Linked DNA regions of Arachis hypogaea: region 2 is linked to region 1. The links are chromatin contacts, called in public Hi-C maps. All regions are on one chromosome and are shown on one strand. The core of a region is the stretch at or near the end of the contact, and the rest is flanking DNA. Distances in the headings are between cores, read along the strand shown.

Region 1 (7,344 bases), core at 2,774-5,273:
TAACTTATGTGTTTTGTGTAAAAAAGATATTGAATTTATTCACCATTTGTTTCTTGGTTGTGAGTTTATTTTGCAGGTGTGGTGTGCGTGACTATCTGATTTGGGAGGTTGTGGTCTGTTTCGAACTCGCTGAAAGAACACTTTGAGAGTTGGACATGTGTCGTTAACAGAAAAGAGGAGCGCAACAAGTGACTCATATGCTTCTTTGCAGTTATTTGAAATGTTTGGTTAGAAAGGAACGGACAGATCTTTCATAACAAGGAAACTGGTGTAGAATAAATTTTTCACGGATCATTGACCAGTTATAGAAAGTGAAGTTGTTTGGATCCGTTCTATTATTAATGGCAATGCTGGAGATAACATTGGGGATAGCTTTTAATTTTTACTTTTGTTGTTAGTTTTTGTGACTTTGTTTTACTGTCGTTCTATTTTTTTGTATTGAGCTTGTTTGTTAAAAAAAAATAATACTATATCTATAACTAACATGAGACAATATAAACACTACTGTGAAAATTATATTCCTCCTAAGGATAAAAAGATATCATATAAGTGGACAAATAAATAAATGAATGAATTGAAATGAGAGTTTTCAATTCAAAAGTCAAATTCAAATAATATACATTTGGGCAATTCCATTTCTCGTAGTAGTCCTTTTCTTTGTGCATCTTTATGATATAACAGATTCAATATATGACCTAATCATTAAGTTAGCAATGTTTCTAATAGTTAAGGTTTGAGTCAAATGCATGTAGGTCAATTTCGGTGGATCACTGTCGATTGGATGTCCGCCATCCTCTTCGCACAAGTTAATTTAGCTTGGGATCAAGTTTAGCTCCTCCGCATCACTAATAAATCAATCTTGAGCTAAAATAGTACCTTATTCAATAAATTGTAGTTTCATGAAAAGGTACCTCAAGATAAGTTGGGGAGAAAGATGCTTTTGTTGCCCATTGCATGAAGATTTCTATATAAACTTAAAGAGCGTTTTTGGTGGAGTAAAGAACAAAAGGTATCCTGTGAGAAGGCTAGAACTACATTATTTGGCACGTTGTGTCGTATAATTGATTTTATATGTGTAAATGGTACTAAAGTTTGTAGGAGGTAGCTTTTCCGGTAGATAGTGTGGGTTATATTTTAGAGGAAGTTGCTAAAGATAGTCCCACTAGTGAAAGAAATCTGATTACTTTACTACTACATTATAATTAGGGTGGCAACATATACTGTGTTCGCGGGTATCCAATTCGATCTAATCCGGTCAGGTAAGATTGTCAATCCAATTCGCAACGGATAGGGTTTTCGTACGGGTTGGATAGGGTGGGAGTTGAACTTTAACTCTACCTGACGTTGCCCACATCCTATATATGTATATGCTATATATTTGTATAAAAATATGTTTAAGTGGAAGTTAAATCAAAGACCTTTCATTAAATACAAAAGATTTGTTACCACTAAGAGAAGATTATTAATTAATAATTTAATATATTTTTTTTTACATAAAAATCAGTTCTATTTTAAATTATCATTAAGTTATATAATAATATTATATTTTTTTTATAACTCACGGATAGGATTAGGTATCCCTAGATTAAGAATTAGGAAAGTTAGAGTTAAAATATTTTCAATCCATAAATAAAATAGAATTGAGTTTATATAAAAATCTTAACCCACATGTAAGATTAGAGTTAGATCCAAATCCTACATACCCTACCCTAACTGTTGCCACCCCTAAATTGTAAAGCTTGTTGGTCCGGATGGATTTCCTTTATTTTCTTCCATTATTCTATCTTTAGATGTTAATGACAACAAATATCATTATATTAATCTAGCAACTTATTATGGGAGCATTATAGAAAGATCTGGGCAGTTTATAAGTGGATTGCAAAGAATTGGTGGTTAATAATGTAATTAAATATTTTTTGGGGGAAGAAGGAAAGGAAAGTCTTCTTTCGGCGATGAAGGAAAGGGAAGTCTAACTTGTTTGGGAGCTATGATGGTAGTAATTGGAACTTGGAAGAGAAGTATGCATATGGTTTTCTTAGGATACTCGTTAAAATTATTGTTATTAGAAGTTTTCATTTTTACAAAAATAAATATATAATAAATGTATTAAAATTTTAAATTGCATACTCTTTCAATATTTTTTTAAATTGATAATTTTAGGAAGACTTGTTAGCAAATTGTCTTAACAAATATTTTTAGAATCTGAAAATAAAAAGTAAAATAAAAAATATTCTAAGTAGTTATAAGAGTATATACACAAGTATAATTGATACTTGAAATAAAATGGATCAAAGTATTATTTTTATTTCTAACAATATTTGGACTAAATCTTTAAGATTTAAAGTTATTTTTAACATTTTAAATATCTTATTTAAGTTCTTGTTTTAAAATGGTTATAATATTATTTTATCATTAGTTCTGTTAATAATTTTATGATGAAAATACACATGTAGACATTGTAATCTACTCTAGTAAACTGATCCTATATTACTATTAGTAAAAAAAATGTAAAATTAAATAAATAAATAAATAAATATCACTAATAATACAAAATTTTAATTATATTTTGTTCACTCATATATTAATGTTACTTTTTCTTTTATTTATTTAATTTTTTACTTTTTTTACTATTGGTAATATGAGATTAATTTGTCACAATGAATTATAACGTCTACATGGCATCTTTTTTACAAAATTATTAATAGAATTAATAATCAGATAACATTATAACAATTTTAAAATATTAAAAATTTAAATAAAATATTTAAAATATTAAAAATTATATTTTACTCCTCTTACTTATAGGGCTGGCAATGAGTAGGGTAGAGTAGGGTTTGGCCTCTACTCTAACCCTACGCGCAGGTTGAAAATTTTATTAAAACTCTACTCTACTCTATTCGCGGGTTGAGAATCTCTCAACCCTAACCCTACTATGCACCCTAAAGTTCTAAACCCTACCCTACTCTATCCGACCCGCAGAAATATCAAATTTTTTTAAAGTAAATATAAAATTCAATCATTTCAAATTTTATACATATTAATAACATAAAAAATAAAAAACTAATGCTCTAAATTACTAAATTAACTAACTAGTTTAGTAGTTGTTCACTTATTATAATTCATTACATAGGAGAGGTTGTAGGTTCAACTTTCAATTCCTTCACTATATACTTATTTTTTAATAAAATATGTGTTATATATGAAGTGCGAATAGAGTAAGGTAGGATATACCCTAAACCCGTATCCTATCTTACCTACAACGAGTCGAATAGCATACCCTACCCAAATGAATTGGACCAAATTGAATACTCGCGAGTAGAGTATGAATTGCAAGCCCTACTTACTTACATCAGACATATTTAAGTTATTAGGCCACACTCGTGTGGCTCAAGGGTTAGATTTAAGTTGATAATTGGTTACACACTTCCACTAGTTAATGGGACATACATTTATGATACATGGCATCTGTGTATTTCTGATTTTTCTTTTAAAAAAATAGTTTTACAAATTAATGTTTTTTATAAAATCAAAATAATCTAAAATCTGATTTTAATAAAAAAAAACTATTTATTATCACAATTTTGTAAAAAAAGAAATAATTACATTTTGATTTTTTTTTTTTTCAAAAATTTATCCAAATAGAGAGTACATTTATCATCGATTCATCTCATTATTATCTCGGTATAGATTTTCGGAAGATAAAAGAATGATTATGTACTTTTATCTGCCACCTTGATTGAAGTTAGTGCCAGTATGACTAAAGTCAAATCCCAAATAGTACTACATGCAAGATAAGAAAACAACTCAAGCTTCCGATCCAATGCGGAAGTAAAACCTTTCCTACCATGCACCCTCACTAATCAAATCAAGAACTGAACCAATAGTAAATAGTCCACCCTACTATAAGTCTACAATTACCAAGTGATTGACCCACATGGCAACAAACAATTGGTTTTAATAAAAGTAATATGCTAAGCTTTCCTCAGCATAACAAAATGCAATGACGTGGCACGGCCCACACTAAAGGAAGCCACACACAAACACAATCCCTTAACTCCTAGTTTTTCTTTTTCCCTCTCTTCTCTTTTCTCTCCACCCAAACACCCTTTTCCTTTTCCTTTCTATCTTTCTTTAATCTCTCTTCTTTTGATCTCTTTTTTTGAACTTTTCTTCTTTCCACCTCTCTATAACTCCATTTCCCTTCCTTCTTTTCCTTGCTTCTTTTATCTCATTTGAAAATCCGCGAAGCGCAGGGAACTGAAAATCGCAACAAAATAGAAAGAACGCAGCATCACCGCGATGAATAAATCGCTCTCTAAAAACTCCGAGTCGTCGAATAAGTTCGAGTCGCCGGTCCCGTTCCACACTTCACCGCGGTGGGATGCCGCCAACACGCAGGGATCGCCGATATACTGGTCGTCGGAGGAATCGCCGGCGAAGCCCTTCGACAATTCCAAGGCTATCGTCGCCGTCGACAAGTTCACACAGTACACTCCCGAAAAATCCACGAGGCGCCAGAATCCGCCGCATCATTCGCCGGCCGTTCCCGCGCCACCACCGCCTCCTGTTATGCCGCCGCAGAGGGAGTCGAAGGGGGAGTGGAGAAGGGAGGAGGCGTTGAGGAAGGCGGCGCTAGGGTTCCGGGTGAGCGAGGTTGTCGTGTGCCTGATCTCGTTTTCGGTTATGGCTTCCGATAGGACTCAGGGTTGGAGTGGCGATTCCTTTGATCGCTATAAGGAATATAGGTACTCCCAACTTTCTTATTATAATTATTTATTATTATAACAATTGTTAATTCTCTTTTCAATAATGATTAGAGCATAAGAGTTATATAGGCAAGAACTTAATGATCCAGATTAGTTCAGTTAAGTTCAGTGGATTTTCAGTACTGATAATAGTTAGTCCAATTCATGTTGCTTTGACCAGATTCAAATTTTATTTAATGATATTGGTATGGATTATTGGAAGAAATATGTTCGGCTATCATGATATCATTTCTCCTAAATGTTTAAGCGGACAGGAGGATGCACATAAATGGTTATATCTCTAATAGACAAATACTAGATAATATTAATTCCCCGGTTAAATTATTCATACAAGCTTTGTTATCCTTGAACATACTTCTGAGTTTCTATATGGTACCTAAAACCCATTGATGGTATTAGAAGTCTCACATGTGAGGATATAGTCTTGAATCGGTGAGTGCTATTCTAATATAATATCAAAGCCACCCTGTGTTTGTAAGTTGGGGCTGTTGGGCCACCTGCACACATGGAGTCTCTAGTATAGTGTATGCTACAAGTGTTCGATCTTGAGTGTGAGGGGTTTAGGGAGCCATTATTATAGGTGTTATTCTAATTGTAAAGCAATACTTAGAATTTACAGCCTAATTATGTATCATAATTTGGTCTTTTAAACCGTCGCTTATACTTCCTTTCTGCTACTTGTTTTTGGACATGGTTTTTCTGAGTCAGTTTATCCTACCATCTTTTTTTTTTTTTTTTTTTTGTTATAGTAGTGGATACATGTGATGATTAAGCCTTAATGATATGGCAGGTACTGCTTATCTGTGAATATCATCGCATTTGCATATGCAGGATTACAAGCATTTGATCTGGTTTATCAACTAGTCACAGGGAAACACATGATCAACCACCACCTTCGCTCCCACTTTGATTTCTTTGTTGATCAGGCAAGTCATGAGATTCTTCACCTTTAGTTTGGACTTTCAGTTTCTCATTGTTACTTAAGAATATTTATGATTTGAATAATATATGTGACCATATATGTAGTAGGCCTCTAACAATTACCCAATTAGCTGATAGATAATGAGTACCTTTCTATGTCCAAGTTCTTATTCAAATGCAATATTTATACTATAACTTGCATTTAGTGAAATTTGATGCATAACTCTCTGATTCCTGTGTACATAATTTTCCTTCACAGCAAGAACCAAAGCCTTTACTTTTTGAAAATTAATATATCTGCAAAAATTGATGAGCAGGTTTTAGCATATCTTCTGATATCGGCATCATCATGTGCAGCCACCCGGGTCGATGATTGGCAATCGAATTGGGGGAAAGACGAGTTCACAGAGATGGCAAGTGCCTCAATTAGTATGGCATTCCTTGGTTTTGTTGCCTTTGCTATTAGCTCACTTATCTCTGGGTACATTCTTTGTACCCGCAGCTCCATGTGAACTTAATAATAGTTAGTCTTCTCGTGTACTGAAATTCTGTGTTGCTTTTTACCCTTTTCCTGTGTCGGAATGTGCCTTCAAAAAAAATGTTGATGCTCGCTGTACAGGATGATGTGTGTAGATACAATTCCACTATTGTTTGTCTTTCAAAAGCAAGGGTGGAGAAGGTAACTTTCTTGTAAAAAAGTAGACTTATTTAACTCCCAATTCAAAGAGCAAACTAAATTGAATAACTAAACAATTAAATTAAACTGAAACTGAAATTCAATTAATGCCAAACCCGAAAACTAACATATTATCTATCTAAAATACATCTAAATGTGTTTGACCGCTCCCATTCAACAGATAGATAAAAAACTAATTATATTACATGGACATACAAAAACCGGCTATTAAATTAGTGATCTATATAGAATATACATTGAAATATAAAATATATATTAAAAATAAATTAAATAATATATGAACTAATTTGATGATTGATTTTTAGTTTGTTTAATTTTGGAGATAAACCACAAAAAATGTATTCAAATTATCTTAGTATTGACAAAAATACTTTTAAATTTTATTATTGACAAAAATATTTTCATAATTTTAAAACGTGCCAAAAATACCTAATCATGATTAAAGACTTGCTCCGTTAACGTCAAAATATGACGTGTTGGCGATGCCAGAATCTTTTTACATAAGAAATTGCATTTGTTATATCACTTTTTTTTTTTTGTTAATGTAAGATATTTCAGTTTAAGAATGTGTATTTTTGTTACATTTTTAAATAATTTGAGAATTTTTTTATCGATAATAAAATTTAAAAATATTTTTAACAACGACAAAATAATTTAGGTGGATTTTTGTTGGTCCTGCCAATGTGGTATTTTTCTATGGACATATTTTACAATGAGGAAGTTCTTTTTTATTACCTGTTGAATTTTTGGTCTTGCTTTTTTTTTTCCTTGGGTTAGAACAGGTAATCACTTAACTAGGCCCCCAATACAAGTTAACTGAGAACCACGGACCCACAAGAGGACGCTTAAGAACTGCATGACTACATGGGCACAGATCTGGGCCTAGAGAGCCCCCAAGACTAAGCCAGGAAAATTCAAGGAGAATTTTTTAAACAAAAATACTATTTGTACACTAAAATC
Region 2 (7,344 bases), core at 3,379-5,878, 190 kb after region 1:
TGACAACCTTCTCGGCGACCCACTGCCGCCGCGCCGCTGCCTCTCTACCGGCGCACCACCGTCGCTACTAGGGCCCAACCATCATTTCCTCTCTCTCTCATTACCACCCCTGTGCTTCCCAGGTCTTCTTTCTCTCTGTTTAATTCACTCTGTTATTGCAATTAGTTAATTATTATTGTTTAGTTAGTTTTGTTTAGCTAATTTCAATTTGGTTAGATTAGTTAGTTACATTAGGTTGTTAGAGAATCTGGCATGGATAGTGGATTAGGTCTTGCTTGCTTAATGCTGCTGTAATGCTGCTGTCTTTGCAGTTCATTATATTTAGTTTGTTCAATTATTCTTAAGTTGTTAGGATTAGGGTTGGTTAATAGAAATTGCTGAGACTGATGTTTTACACTGCTGCTGTGTAAATTCTCATTGCCAGTAGATTAGGCAATGCTATAGCATTCTATTAAAATAGAACATAGTTGAATGGCACAAAAGTTTGTGCTGGGCGTTTTGTCCTTTGGTCAACATAGTTGAATGCAATCCTTAAAGAGAAAAATTTTAAACAGGCCCTTTCCTTCAAGAATGAAATAGTTTCATCTACTTCCAAATCCCTCTCCTTATACAATGCTTCTCTGTTGAAAGAACCCCTCAACATAATATGCTTCTTGCTTAAATTGAATGAAATTACCTTGATAGTGTTAACATAAAACTTGGGTCCCATGAGACTGAACTGAAGTGATGGAGACATGTTTTTCTTATGCTTGTGACCATATCCAAGAGGCAGATCTCCATACATTGGTGCCCATTGTCGTGGCAACTGAAATTCCAGAAAATGATGGAGATCCTCTATGGCAGGTTTATCTATTTGATACATAAAACTCTCAGAAAAACATGTACTAGAGATATTATATTATATTATATTACTCATTCTATATTTGTGCCAAAAGTAATTCAGAAATGTTTGCTCACATCTAAGATACAAATTAACGGCGTGACTCAAGAATCCATTGCCTGGAACAGAGTTGAGTAAGGAAGTAATAGGAACAAAAGACATTGATATGACATTGGGGGATTGTAGTATGGTTTGAAGCCACTGGTTATAAGGCTGACGAATATCAATGCCTCCCCTGCGGACCGAAACATCATTCTTGGAGTGGCTTTTTACAACTGGTCTTCCAGCAGGAGGAAAATGGTTCTGCCTCCACAGCTTGGCATGATCATCCTGAAAGTAAACATGGTTGAATTATGTTAGAGGTTTCTTTCTTTTTTCTACAATGAAACGGAAGGTGTATATGGTGGTTGATATTTGCCTTCAGTTTTCCTGATATTTGAGCAGGATTAGCATTGGAAGATGGATTTGAATCCTCTGAAAACCTCTCATCAGCTAGTTGTTTTAGTAGTTTCTGCAGTTCAGCGGGTGGAAGATCTGAAATCTTTGACTGCTTGATGTGGACCACATCTTTACCTCCCATCTTGACGCCAACAATCACATGGGTGCCATACTTGTCAATGAACCTGATGAACAACACAAGCATATGCTGTGTTAAATTGATTGAACAAGCTTCATGTTTGTGTTTCTGTTTCTGAAAAATACTTACGAGGCAAGAGCTGCAGGGTTCCAGGAAGAAGGAACATCTTTCTTGACTTGATCGGAAAGGGTTAAGTTAGTTCTATCCAATTCAACGGTGTACAATGATATGAAGCATCCATCAAAAGCATCCATGGAAGAAGAATGGAAGGGAAAAAAGAGGAAGGAAGAAGAAAAGGCAGAGAAATCCGAAACAGGATTGGGGGAGGTTACAAAACGGTGTCGTTTTTCTCTCCAGGGACTTATATGTCCTGTTACGAAATGTTCCATGCCACCTGGCCTCCGTTACGGCCACCTCAGCACCACCTCTGCCAGCTCATCTTTTTCCGTTCAGTGCAAACGGCTGAATTTAACGGAAGGACATAAATGTCCACGTTTTTCAGGGGTCAGGGACTTGAATGTATTTTCCATTTCTTGAGGACGAAAATGTCCGCGAAAAAAAAGGTCAGGAACGAAAATATCCTTTACTCATATTTTAAATATGTGGTTCTTCAAAAATTTTTTATTATGCATAAAAATTTATGTGTTGTGCATAAAAAATTTTTATGATGTACATTAGAATTTTTGTACTGTATATATATTGTTAGTTGTGTGTCACTATTTTAGATATATAATTTTTAAAATTTTTTATGTTGTACACTAAAATTTTTGTATTGTATACCAAATTTTATATGTCGTATACTAAAATCTATATTTTGTGCATATTTTGTAAGTTAGGTGTCAATATTCTAGATATGTGATCTTTTAAAATTTTTTGTATTATGTATTAAAATTTTTGTACTGTAAATCAAAATTTACGTGTTCTAATTTTCTAAATATATACAGAAGAAGACGACGATGATGATAAAGGAAGATAAAAAAAACAAAAAAAATCAAATAAGAGAAAAAAAAGAAGAAGATAACATTAAAAAAAAAAAAAAAAGAAAATGAGATCGACAATGAACTACGTTGTTTAAAAAACAAGAAACGACAACAATATATATTTGTTTGAAAAAATGCACTTGATTTAAAAAAATTTGGACGTTTAATTTTATTGATTTTTTTTATATTTATTTAATCTGCCAATTTTAATATTTGCATCTTGTTCTAGAATATTTGTGTTTAAGAATAAATTTATTGGATAAGATTTTCGTTAAAGAATAATTTAAGTATACTAAATGTAAGTAATATAATAGTAGTTTTTTTTTTTAAATCATCTAAACAAAATTACTTATAAAAAATCAATAAAACTACAATAATTTAAATTCAATTGGATCTCATTTTTAACCACATAAAAAATCAGATTGAATTCGGTATCTACGTTTTAAAACCTATCAAATTGAGATTGTTTAGTTTATTAAAAGCTCTATGGTATTTCTGTATTGAACTATGTTATGTTTAAACAAAATTAATTACTAAATTAATTATTTGTATAGAATATATTTTAAAATATAAAATATATTTTAAAAATAAACCAAATAATATATAGATATTTATATCTAAATACATAATAATTAATTACAACTTACAAGAAATTAATAAAGTACATAATAATTAATTTAATTATTATTTTTTTATATACATATAAGTATTTTTGTTAGGTATTAGTAATTTAGTATAACTAACAAATTTAAATTAAATCGTAATTGTTCAAATCTCATTAAATCCAAATATAAAAAATTAATCGATCCAATTTACATGGCAATTATATATTTTAAATTAGATTTGTTTTTTTGGAAAAAAAAGAAAAAAAATTTAAATTGATTTGATTTAATTTGATTTTATTTATTTTTCAAAATCAAACAAAAACACGTTGAATATTCCTAACTCCTTTTATTATCATAAGGTAGCATTTGGTAAGAAATATTGAGACTAAAATTAGAAGATTGAAAATTATTATTGTGTTTGGTAATTAGATATTAAAACTAAAATTTCAGTCTCCTCTAAAATTTTAGTTCCTTCAATACGTCCAGAAAATAAGGACACAAGAGATTAAAATTTTTAAAAATGAAAATTAAAATTTTAATAATATTTTATTATTAAAATGCTTTCATTCAAAATTTCATATTTTAAATTTATTTTTCATCTCTAATTCCACTTTACCTCTCATCCCACTACCACACCTCTGCCATTACTAAATTTTACCACCAACAATAACAATAATATCAAAAACAACAACAATCTCATCAACATATATCAATCAACTCATAAATAAGAATATTTTAAAATTAGAATAAAAAAAAAGAGAAGAATAGTGAGAGAGATTGAGGCAGTGTTAAACTAGAACTGAGGCGGTGCGACGAACACAATAGAAAATAAAGATAGCATGACCGACCTGAACACGAAGGCATAGTCCGAACATAGGCGGCATGACGCGACGCGAAATTGTAACTCAAGAGAGCGCGAGAGAAATAATGCACAACACAACGGTACCTAAACAAGGCGGTACGGCATAACGCCTAAATGTAGCTTGAGAAAGAGATAGAGAAAAGAAAAAATCGAAAAAGAGAAAGGAGTATGATTTTATTAGTAAGAATATTTTTGGTACTCGTTTATTTAAGTCTTTATTTTTATTTTAAACTAAACAAGATATTGTGAGATAACTCAATCTTATACACTTTATATAAAAAATAATATAAAGACTTAAATTTAATTTTCGTTATTAATCTTTGTTTTTAAATCTCAATCTCTCCTCCTAACACTCTTCGAACAAGTAAATATATGTTAAATTAAAATCATAAAAAAAATATAAATATACTATGTTTAATTTAACCGTGTAATTAGGTCTCTTTTAAATATTGTCCTTTGCTTAATTTAAAAAAAATAAAAAATAAATAATTTTTCTAATTCTTTAAACAACTAATATATAAAAATAGATATTATAATAATAAATTCTTAAAAAAATTGGACAATGACTGCATTTTAAAAGATCAGTAGTATTTTTCTTAATTTAATTTAAGTTATTAGTTGATTAATTGATTATCGGATAAAGTGTTGCTTTAGCTATCCAAATCCAAATAAAGGGTCATGGTCTATTACTATTACACCCTCCCTTACTTTCTTTCTCTTTCCTGGTGCAAGCACCCAATTGGAAGTTGGAAATCTACAAAGAAAACTTTATCTCAATCTGTCTTCTTCTGAGGGAAATCCTCTGTCGTTAATTTTTTTTAATTTTTAATTTTTACTCTTCTTCGTTTTGGTTAAAATACCCGCAAGGCGTTGTGAGCTTTTTTGTTTCCGTCTTTGGTCCTGGTTTTCTATTGTCATCTTCTTCTTCTCTCCTCTTCATAGATTCGTCGTGATTCCATGACCTTCAACGAGACCAAACCATTATCAGTATCCGTAAAATGTAGTTTATCTCAGGAACAACTACGTTTATTTATTATTAACCCATGAAATTGAAAACCATTACTTAGCCACCTTCCAAATTGCTGCATTTGTTTAAAACTCCAATCGTTTTATATCTTTTCTCCTCTTCCGGATCTGCATTCCTCAGCTTTAAAAAAAAAAGAAAAAAGAAAAAAAACTGAATACCTTTATTCATAATTTTGATTCTTTGCAATTCCGATTGATTGTTTTTGTATATACAAGTTTTGAGGCGAGCAGTATTGAGTATTGAGGAGTGAGTGGTTTGTACTAATAAGAAGAATATGCATTGGTTGAAGCAAAAAGGGAACGGGAATGGGAGCATGAGGTCGTCAGGGAGGAGGCTGTCCCTTGGGGAGTACAAGAGGGCGGTGTCATGGTCGAAGTACTTGGTGTCGGCGGGTGCGGCGATCAAGGGAGAAGGCGAAGAGGAATGGAGTGCTGACATGTCTCAGCTTCTCATTGGTTCCAAGTTCGCCACGGGAAGGCACAGCAGGATCTACAGAGGTGTATACAAGCAGAAGGATGTGGCCATCAAGCTTGTAAGCCTGCCTGAGGAGGATGAGGATCTTGCTTCTTTTCTTGAGAAACAATTCACTTCTGAGGTCTCCTTGCTCCTCCGCTTGCGCCATCCCAATATCCTCACTGTGAGTCTTCTGTTTTTGTGTTAAGCAACCGCTGAGTTGTCTCTTTATTGTTCTCTCAAGGTTTTTATGAGTTTAAAACGTGGAAACAGCCACTAATATAATTATCAGGCAGTCCGCGGTTCTTTTACTATATAATTCCTTAATTTGAGTTTCTCCGGGTTTGGACTCCCTCTAAGCACGCAAGCTTTTTATTGTTCTTGCTCTTTTAAGAATAAGGAATGTTACATGACGGGGATCACGTTTGAACGTAGGACCGCATGCATAATACCAATGACAAGTCTTTGTAGCTTCGAGATATGATTCTCATGCTATTGAAGATGATGACTTTGATGATTTGGAGTCTAGTCTAATTGTGGATAAGTCTTCTTTTTTGGGGTAGCTAACTTTGAATTTCTTTCTGATGGTTCAATGCTGAAGCATCACTTTTGGAGTTTGGATTCTCTGTCCATGTTGTTGATGTTATTGTCTTTATTTACTAATTGAGTAATTTGAAATCTTCTGAAGACTACGATATAGTTTTACCTTTAAGTAATTAACTTGGTAGATTGAATCTATTATCTTAGAAGAGGAATTGAGTGGTAGATAGGGATTTACTACATTTCTGATTGTAATAGTTGAAATTGCCAAACAAGTCCTTTTCTGTTCTGTTCCATTTCATCGGTCTGAAAAACTGAACAAGAGATTAATAATCATCTTTATTTAGGGTTTTCCCGAATGCACGGAATCGAATAGATTGCAGTGTCTATGTGGATGTTCTTCTTGATCAAGTACTATTTATTTTTTATTTTTGGGAAGTATTGCGTTCTAATTTGGTTTAATTCTTACTACTACATAGTTCTAAAAGGCAGTTTCTTATTCATGAGAGTAGAATGCATTGTTTGTGTTTAAAAATTTGCAGCTGCTGAATAATAGCTAGATTATTATACATTTTCAATCAGCTATTGACATTCTATTGATCTTACAGTTTATTGCAGCCTGCAAGAAACCTCCTGTCTTTTGTATAATTACCGAATACTTAGCCGGCGGATCATTGAGAAAATATCTGCATCAGCAACAATCAAATTCAGTTCCACTTGAAATTGTTCTGAAATTAGCCCTTGACATTGCACGGGGAATGCAATATCTTCACTCTCAGGGGATACTTCATAGGGATCTCAAATCAGAAAATCTGCTTCTGGGGGAAGATATGTGTGTAAAAGTAGCAGATTTTGGTATCTCTTGCTTGGAATCTCAGTGTGGTAGCGCGAAAGGATTCACCGGAACTTACCGGTGGATGGCTCCGGAAATGATCAAAGAAAAGCATCACACTAAGAAAGTTGATGTCTATAGTTTTGGCATAGTTCTATGGGAGATTTTAACAGGACAGACACCATTTGAAAACATGACACCAGAGCAAGCTGCATTTGCAGTTTCCCACAAGGTATATATTGCATCAGAATTTACTTAATTGTATCATTCATATTCTTAATTGAGTTAACAGAATAAATATCAGATGATTAATATACTTAATCACCTCTAAAGGCTTATAGCATCCATGCTGTGAAGTTTGAACAAAATTGGCTTGTTTCTTTGCTGTTTGACTTTAGACATATTAGTATCAACTAATTGTCCCAAATCACAGGTAGAGGAGTACATGTTTATCAGAACTACTAACTCAGAGTGTTTTATAACTGATTAAAGCTGTTGACTACTGAAGACCAAATTAAATATTTTGTTAACTTTTGTGCTAAAACATGCAATACAAATTTCATTGATGCCGTGGTTGAAAATCAACAT

The links. Hi-C and Micro-C count contacts between places; a contact is called where the count stands out from the background.
Region 2: a Hi-C map of leaf shows a contact between it and region 1, with 4 times the contacts expected there. The contact joins the promoter of LOC112750710 here to the promoter of LOC112750708 in region 1. A contact is called at or near these places in 2 of 8 Hi-C or Micro-C datasets (both in leaf).

What each region holds. Positions count from the first base shown.
Region 1 is chr15:130,854,169-130,861,512 of arahy.Tifrunner.gnm2.J5K5, forward strand. LOC112750708 (CASP-like protein 4A3) reads left to right here and starts at 4,024. Exons shown (of 3, transcript XM_025799522.3): 1 at 4,024-4,745; 2 at 5,557-5,692; 3 at 6,005-6,406. The coding sequence starts at 4,300. The coding sequence ends at 6,199.
Region 2 is chr15:131,043,945-131,051,288 of arahy.Tifrunner.gnm2.J5K5, forward strand. It overlaps LOC112750710 (serine/threonine/tyrosine-protein kinase HT1), which reads left to right and starts at 4,629. Exons shown (of 3, transcript XM_025799528.3): 1 at 4,629-5,568; 2 at 6,533-6,988. The coding sequence starts at 5,206.